Regions from separate parts of the Bicyclus anynana genome. Here all the other regions are linked to region 3. A link is a contact called in public Hi-C data. All regions are on one chromosome and are shown on one strand. Each heading gives the region's core, a stretch centred on a gene start, on an enhancer-like site or on the middle of the called end of the contact. The rest is flanking DNA. Distances are from core to core; before and after follow the strand shown. Region 1 has its middle 24 kb from the start of LOC128198818. Region 2 overlaps LOC112051921 (ataxin-1-like). Region 3 holds the start of LOC112051921 (ataxin-1-like).

What was found. Hi-C and Micro-C count contacts between places; a contact is called where the count stands out from the background.
Region 1: a contact with region 3 is called in a Hi-C map of whole larva, with 4 times the contacts expected there. The contact joins the enhancer-like site here to the promoter of LOC112051921 in region 3. A contact is called at or near these places in 2 of 2 Hi-C or Micro-C datasets (whole body and whole larva).
Region 2: a contact with region 3 is called in a Hi-C map of whole larva, with 3 times the contacts expected there. The contact joins the enhancer-like site here to the promoter of LOC112051921 in region 3. A contact is called at or near these places in 2 of 2 Hi-C or Micro-C datasets (whole body and whole larva).

Annotation. Positions count from the first base shown.
Region 1 is chr15:9,077,557-9,080,431 of ilBicAnyn1.1, reverse strand. No RefSeq gene overlaps it. Among protein-coding and RNA genes, the nearest start is that of LOC128198818, 24 kb to the right of the region's middle. Within about 2 kb of position 1,476, at least 8 of the 8 cell types and tissues checked have open chromatin away from gene starts, as enhancers often do.
Region 2 is chr15:8,969,864-8,972,717 of ilBicAnyn1.1, reverse strand. It overlaps LOC112051921 (ataxin-1-like), which reads left to right. Exons shown (of 4, transcript XM_024090778.2): 2 at 972-1,357; 3 at 2,036-2,269. The coding sequence starts at 980. Among protein-coding and RNA genes, the nearest start is that of LOC112051916, 16 kb to the right of the region's middle. Within about 2 kb of position 1,282, at least 8 of the 8 cell types and tissues checked have open chromatin away from gene starts, as enhancers often do.
Region 3 is chr15:9,018,883-9,021,730 of ilBicAnyn1.1, reverse strand. LOC112051921 (ataxin-1-like) reads left to right here and starts at 1,268. Exons shown (of 4, transcript XM_024090778.2): 1 at 1,268-1,857.

The sequences.
Region 1 (2,875 bases), core at 227-2,726, 58 kb before region 3:
ATTTCATTCCTTAAATAGTACGGAATCCTAAAAAGGAAAATTTATTTATTTAATTTTATTTTGGCAAAAACAGTAATTACAATACAATAGTAATAACTATAAAACTAATAAAAAGAAAATAAAATCATAATAGACTATACATTGCCAAAAAAGTATTTAAAAATATAATACAGAGTTTTTAGCTTTGAACATCGGAAATAGTGAGTAGAGGAGTATTATTTGAAGTATTGCTATTGATACTTTTTAAAACATGCTTTTTTAATTACATCTATAGAGCTAAAACTTAGGTCTAAATAAGAAAATTCATCATTACATAATCTCATCATCAAAATTCAGAAACGTTTGTTACTTTTTAGGTAGGTACAAAGTTTACAATTACACTCAGTAGTCAATAAACGTAAATGCGTAACTTTGTAGCACTATAAGGTCAATGGGCAGTCAGTTGACACGTAACAGTTCACAAATTAGTGATGTATTCATCAACTTGCATTGTATAGTGTTGTGCGCAAGCCGCTCTTTGTGCGAGTTTCGATGTGGATTGAAATTAATTGCCAGCCTCAAGGTTGCCGGGGTCGATGTCCTTGCCGCTGTGCAGTAACACAGCAACTGTACCTCACCTCGGCTACTAGTGTTGGGAATATTTGGTAGTATCGATAAAATACCCATTTGTCTTTTCAAATTGAACTTTTTTCCGTCGTCGAAATTTTTCAATCTCTGAGAATTTACACTAAAAAGACTTACACGTAAGAAAATTAATACATTCACATAATCAACCTATTTACAAATGGTCCACTACAGAACTAGGCTTACATACATTATATCGATGATAATGCAAATCTATGTGATATTATATAAAAGCGAAAGGTCACTCGTTACAATATCTCGAAAACCGCTCGTCGTACAAAGTTGTTATTTAACAAAGAGATAGTTAATAACATAGTCAATAGACGTTCACTAAGAAAAGGTTTTGCAAGAGCCGGATTAAGGGGTTCTAAGGACGGACGAAGTCGCAGGCGTCGGTTAGTATAACGTTATTTGCTTCATTAGTCTATTTGTTAGCCTACGTGGATCACGCGGTCCTGAGTCCGAAACTGGGTCGGGAAATTTTCTTTCTTCTATGTATTGTTTAGTTAAAATTCACAGCCCGTAGTTGGGAAATTGGTGGTGTTACAAACGCGGGCTTCGGAGAGCGAGCTCGTTTAGCCATCGGTCTTGATCACTATCATTAAGTCGTAGTCAATCCGCATCGAAGCAGGGTGGTACGTCTAAGTTTATAATCCTTTCTGTAACGAAGAAAGCGGGGCCTTGTAGTGGGCTGTTAACAAGGCTGATAAATTATAATGAAGATTACAAAATATATAATAATTCATCGATAGCTCCTATCCCGCACATCACTAGATCGCTACCGCACTACGCGGCGTCCACTATGCGCCCGCGCTGGCGGCACTCGGCGGCAGCCTCGCGATAATTGACTAATTGTCGACAATCGTTTGTTTAGCGACTGAGCCGCCTCCTTAATAACTATCAACGATTCGCACTACTTACGATACTATTTTAAGACGCACGCATGCCCTACTTAGTCATTCTATTCTTGTCTTAACAAGCTATTAAGGACTCGGATAAATTAATGATACTAATTAGGCGCGAGCGATAATCTTTCGAGTGGTCAGTTTAGCTGTTGTTTGTTTTATTTTTGTGCATTCCCCGGTAAATTAAAAAAAAACATGCTATTCATCTGAGCCTTTTCAATACATAAAGGAGACCGACCATCTTACATACATTGCTGGGAACAGATTTGATTAATGAACCGTTTATGTTATGTCCTAATTACTGTCCTTTATTACACGAATCACACTAATATTATAAAGGCGAAAGTTTGTGTGTGTGTTAGTGTGTATGTTTGTTCCTCCTTTACGCTGCGGCTACTGAAGCGATTTGGCTGAAATTTGGAATGGAAATAGATTTTACTCTGGATTTACTAGTTTATTACATTTTACTACTTTTTACCGATTGATATATGCGATTTGTAAAAACTGAATTCCACGCGGATGAAGTCGCGGGCGCTAGTTAAATAATAAAATCAGTTGTCTGGTTCAATTTCAATTTGATTGACAGTTTCATAGAATATAGAAGATAGAAGTGTCTACATTATAAAATGCACAATTATTTCAACAAAAAACACAAATAAAAATCTATTAACAACTGTGAATTTTAATTATTTTTGTTGACTTTAATATATTATAATATAAAAGATTTTTCATATTTTTTTTCTGTAACTATGATTTCGATTAAGAATTATTTTTTAATTTTTCATTTCTCTAAAAATATTTTTGTTATTTTTAGAATTCGCAATGAAAGGCGAAGAACACAAACGACAAATTTTTGGAAACAAAATCTTTACTTACTCACTACGAGTCCTGTATAAGTACAGATTTGCAATCTAGAAACTCGCCTCGTGTAACTTAGCTTTAGATGTCGCTTGCAGGAGGAAAACAGGGAAAACTTTATTAATTCTAATTAAGACTAATTAAAACGAACTCGCTTTGATTTCTTGAGCTTAAAGCTAGTGATTTATTTAAATTAAGCTCGTAGATTACAACAAAGCTACGACATTATTTAAATTATGTGCTAGAACGATTTATCTATGAATGTTTATTTTACATTTTTTCCTTTTATCTATGAAAGTTTATTTTAAACGAACTGAGCTGAGTCAAATTAAACATTTTAGATGAAGAATGAATTCAACCGGGAAAAGTCACCTACTTTTACTATGAGTAGGTATGATATCAAAGAAGGGTTGTCAATATGCATCGAATGTGATTTTTACCTATATTCTGAATTTTGATCAGTTAGCATTAAATAAATAGTGAATACG
Region 2 (2,854 bases), core at 33-2,532, 49 kb after region 3:
CATTCAGTTAACTAAAAATAAATATTACGAGGCACTATTTACAACAATAGGAAGATCGGAATTCGCGTCACGTATCTTGTATACCCAATTACTAAGTTATATTATGCACACGACTAAAATCTATTTATAATGTTGACGTAGCGTTGTTCCACATTCTTATCTCATCACCAAAAGTGGCTCACGCAAGGATCTCGCACAGATGTGGAGTTGCTACCACAAAAACTAACATTTAATTAGTGTTTTATGGTAATCGAGCGCTTCTGTAACAAATGTTATTTGAACACTGAGCATATAGGGTAGTGAATGTTTTAATTCAGCCTTTTCTATGATACGAGTACGAGTATTGCTTATAGTAATTCTATCATAAATTACTTACCTACTTAAAGTTAATCGTTTCATACGAGTTGCCTGAATATGCACACCGTAAGGATGCCACCGTTCGCGGCGTCTTGCTTTTTTGTGGTAGAAAGGAGGAGGAAAAAAATGGTGAAGTTTCTGCCCACACTCACCGAAGTATATCCGGTAAAAAGCTGACAGACAAGCTACATTGCAGCGGTATTGCAATGTCTACAATTTCTGATCTAAGCTCTATATCTCCTAAGAAGGGTGCCCTGTAATGGGCCGTTAAAATAGGCTGATGATATCCCGTAAGAAGGGAAGCCCTGTATTGTCCGTTAAACATAGGCTGATGATATGCCCTAAGGAGGGAATTCCTGTGTTGTTCGTTAAAAATAGGCTGATGATATCCCCTAAGGGAGGAAGTCTTATTATGTCCGTTAAAAACAGGCTGTTGATATCATCTAAGGAGGGGAAGTCCTGTATTGTCCGTTAAAAAAAGCTGATGATATCCTCTAAGGAGGAAAGTCCTGTATTGTCCGTTAAAAATAAGCTGATGATGTCCTCTAAGGAGGAAAGTCCTGTATTGTCCATTAAAAATACACTGATGTTAATAATATTCTTTTTTTTTCCAGCTCGTCCAATGATCTCGGCGAGCCTCCCCGGCGAGGCGCTGGTCCAGCTGGGGCAGCTGCAGCTGAGCCACCTGTACCCGCCGGCCAACATGACGCCGGAGTTCCTGGCGCCGCCGCCGCGCCCCTACCCGCGCTACCCGCCACGGCGCCCGCGCGACCCCATGCCCCCGCCCGCGCCGAGCTTCGCGCCCGTGCCTCCTACGTACCCCTTCCTGCCGCACCCCGCGAGCTACGCGAGCTACTTGTACCGAGCGCGCGCGCCGCAGCCGTCCGCGTACCCTATCCGGCCGAGGCCGTCGTCGGGCTTCGTGCCGCCGCCTCCCGCGCCGCACTCCCCGCACTCGCCGCCCGTGCCGGCGGCGGCGCCCCAGCCTCCTCCGCGAGAGGTAAGAACAACTTACACTTGGCCCACTACAGAACTCATCCATTTGGGAGAGTGGATTTGGAGTCACGCTGCTTCGATATGAGTTGGCGACCTTGGTGACGCGTCCCAAAAGCACATCTACAGATAAACGTTTATCATCAACTGCTAACCTCTTCAATGACTGTGAGGAAGATTCCCACCGTGCTTTTTCACAAATAGCTTGATTTATTTCAAGTTGACGAAATTCACTTGGACCACGTAGGTTTCTGGTGGGTTTGTCGCAGGCAAACAGCGGCCGTCTCGAATTAAACGGTCTTGTCCATCCGTTTATTACAGGGGGATCTAGGGGCGTGATGGACCTAAGCTCCAAAAGCTTAGATCCACCATGTTATTCAATTGCTTGGTGATAATATTTGCCTTTTCATTCACTCTCAGACGTTAATAGGTAATAATGACCAGGATCTAAGGTTTAACGTACCCTACCCTTTAAAATGTTGGTTTGACACAACACTTTCTGCCTCCACGCTGCTACTGAAAATTCCTTCAAAAATATTTCCTAATTGACGATTCAAACCTTGCAGAGTCGAAGCCTGCTAGCAAACACGACAAAACAGCAAAAACCAACCCAGAACTTCAAGGCTTTAACTAGGACCCCTTAACATAATTGTTTTTAGTCTAAACAATCATTATAATATTCCAGGAACCTCCACCATCGCCAGAAAGAGGCGCACCGGCCCCCTACTTCTGTCGCGGCGCGTTAATACGACTGGAAGACGGTACCCTGCGGCGCGTAGAAGAGATGCGCACAGAAGACTTCGTGATGAGTTCAGAGAGAAGCGGCGAGTTGGCGCTGACGCAGTGCACGCTGCTGCGGCTGGATGAGCGCGGGGAGCGGCTGGCGCTCACCCTCACATACGATAGGAACCGCTCACAGGTAAACCAGTGGCTGGCACAAGGCTTTTAACTAGGGTTGGCATTACACAATAGAGTTGTTATAAAGAAATGCATCGCGGCACCATGCTGGCTTCAGAGTCAAGAGGAGGTCGTTTAGTCCGTGCAAATCGGACAAATTCTGCCCAAATTCGTCAATAAGGGGTTTTTGCTCCTCTCCAGGAATTTTACACTAGGGTCATTGTATTGTTAAATTCCTCCTCCAGTTCGTTATGAATCCACGGGGTAAGCGGTGTATTTTTGCTCGGTTTGAATTAGTAGGTATAAAATTAGAAATGGCTATCACAAGGCTGTCAGATCTGAAGGTTTTCCTTGTCAGCAGTAAACATTTTGTTACAAAATATTAGTCACATCATTTAAATATATCCCCTCAAATTAGTAGGAAAAGACTTTGTTAGGAGTGGGTACAACTCACAACCTCTTGACGTGTTTCCAGCCCCTTTACTATTGAGCTATTGAGGACATAACAATCACATGAGGGTTAAAACCTATGCCTCTCAGCTCTCGCTGACTGACTCTCAGGGCCTGTAGTGGCACGTCGATTCTCTTTCTACAAACGCTAACGCTT
Region 3 (2,848 bases), core at 19-2,518:
GGCAGCGTGACGGTGTCAACGCTGCCTAACAAACAACTGAACTCAAGTCATCAAATACCCTCTTATTTATATCAAAACTGATACCCCCCTCCATAATAACATAAATAATGAATGTTAATACCGCCTATAATCGAAGAAATTGTCACTCAAGCTTCTATTAAGTCATTTCTCTAGCCAGGTTCTTATTTATACATCATATTATCATCTCTATTTACTGGTATATGTAGGTAGTCAGGGCCGAAGCCTAAAGTAAACTCTATGTAGATAAAATCGTAAAATCTAATTCTCTCTGAGGGTTAAAATGTTCCGAGAGAAGTTTCGCGGTAGAATTACATTTATTAACCAGATAGTTTGTTTTTACTCTTTACAAGTTAGCCCTTGACTACAATCTCATCTGATGGTAAGTGATGGTGCAATCTAAGATGGAAGCGGACTAACTTGTTAGGAGGAGGATGAAAATCCACACCCCTTTCGGTTTCTACACTACATCGTACCGGAGCGCTAAATCGCTTGGCGGTACGTCTTTGTCGGTGGAGTGGTAACTAGCCAAGGCCGAAGCCTCCCACTAGCCAGACCTGGACCAATTAAGAAAATCTCAATCTGCCCAGCTGGGGATCGAACCCAGGACCTCCGTCGTGTAAATCCACCGCGCATACCACTGCGCTACGGAGGCCGTCAAAGTTTATTGAACAGCCAATATTTAGGACCGTTGTAACTTTGGAGGTTCTGATCGGCTAATTGATCCGCGGAGAGCGGTGCAATTTAAGGGCTGTAACTTTTTTACAGCTTACAAATAGCTTTTATAAAAGCGCTTTCTCAGTCCCTCTCTAAAGAAAGTAAACTTTGCCTTTGAGTGGTTTTTACCGCTAAACCTAATTAAAAGTCAGAAACATGGTAACGTAAGCTTTTAATGTTTGGAATATTTTGCTAAGGTACCTACACATACTGTAAGTAACATGTCGGATTTGTTCTTAGAACCGGCAGCTTAGGTTGGGAAAAACCCTAACCGGAATACACAGATTCACTAAACGTTCGGCTGTTGGATGCAACATTGTAAGACAGTTTTACAGTTACAGATTATGAAACTTTATATAAAAGAACCAACGGATAGTGGAAGCGTATGGCATTGAATTCCGAGAGTCGATTGATAACTTTCTTAAAGCGATTACAGAATTGCATCACAAGTCGATGTGGCGAGCGGAGGTGCGGCGCCTCGCCGCCGACGGCGCCCGAGCCAAGATTCGGTGGCAACGCTCACCCAGGAATTCATTTAGCTTCGACAAAGTGTCCGGTTTCAGTCTGGCACGACGAGCGTCGGTTGCATTTAGTATTTATTCATGTATCGGTGCGCGCAGGTTCTATGCGCGGGGCGGGCGCGGGCGCGCGGCCCCGGGGGGCATACTTACTACGTGATTAATCCGCGCCCCTCCCCCCGCGGCCGAGTGTCCCCCGGGCCCCTCGCGTGGGTCGGCCGGGCGCGCCGTACTCGCGCCGGGTTTCCTCGTCCCCGCGCCTCACGGCCACTCACTACGCACGGAGCTCCGTAGTGCCGCCGCCGCCAGTCGCGTTGCGACCCGCGTCGTCGTCGCACCTCATTTGCGTCCTCTCGTGACGACTCATGATATCATTCATGCTAATCTCCGCCCGTTGATTTTCCTGCCGAGTGACCGCAGTGAGACAGCCGCGATATCGCGAGTGCCGAATGTTCGTGGACGTCACGCCCGTGTACTTTTCCATAGGAGCGTGCGTGCAAAACCAGTTCTGAGACGGTGCCTCGGATGAGATCTCCGACCGAGCGTCGTGACCTGCGGCCTGAGATGCTGCGCCCGTGACCGTCCAACGACAGTGCCACGAAACGTAAGGATCTGCTGACTGCTCGCTCAATCAGCCGGGTAACGCTATTATGTCCCGGCGGCTTCCTATTTGCATGGCGCATAAGGAGTGGATTTTATTTTCGTCTGGCGACGAATGTGTGCGTGAGGCGCGCCTGTGTGCGCGGCGTGGGCGTGTGTGCCGGCCGCGTGTGTGCGTGTTCCGTCCGAGAGTCGAGACGGCTACTCCCTGCTGGCCCGCTTTATTTAGGTTGTATCTGATCCGAGCGTGTCGACCACACTCTCGGCGCCTGCTGCCTGCCGTGGCTCTACATTGTCTCTACCTGTCACTCCATAAGTATGCCTTCAGCTCAGCCTTATCCTGCGACTGTTCTGAAATCTAAACTGTCCATTATTCATTGTTGCTCAGAAAGCTAAAATTCGGTTAATAATAATTTGCGATATCATTGTTTAAATAAATAACCCTTTAAATTTTATCTATACCTATTGCAAACCATTTTCTGTAGAATGAATACAAAGCTTAGTTACAAAATATTTAGACTGCCACATTCAGAAACCGAAAGCTTTAGAACTTCTTCACTAGCGCTAATAGTTCCTAAAGTGTAATATGCCAGCGTTACCTACCCTTTTATACCAAATGTGTTTTGTACCAAGATCTTTGTCTCCCACTTCTAGACCCGACGCAAAAATATTGTGATATTGTACGTAGTACTGAAGCGGATGGAGCTATTTCTTTTGTCTCAAATGTGATTGGTTCTTCAACAATCATAATTCTAACAATCGTGGTTTGGTGATACCCTTAAAGGATCATCCTTATCATTCTTTAGTGGTTTTCAAGAATTCGATACACCTTTGTGCCATTTGTATAATTTCATGATGCAATGTTAGATCTGACAATCGTGGTATAGCCATTGTTGGATACCCTCAATCCTTAGAGGATTATCCTTATTACTCTTGAGTAGTTTGCAGGAATTCAATACACAAACTTACCTTTGTGCTCTGGATAATTTGCATCA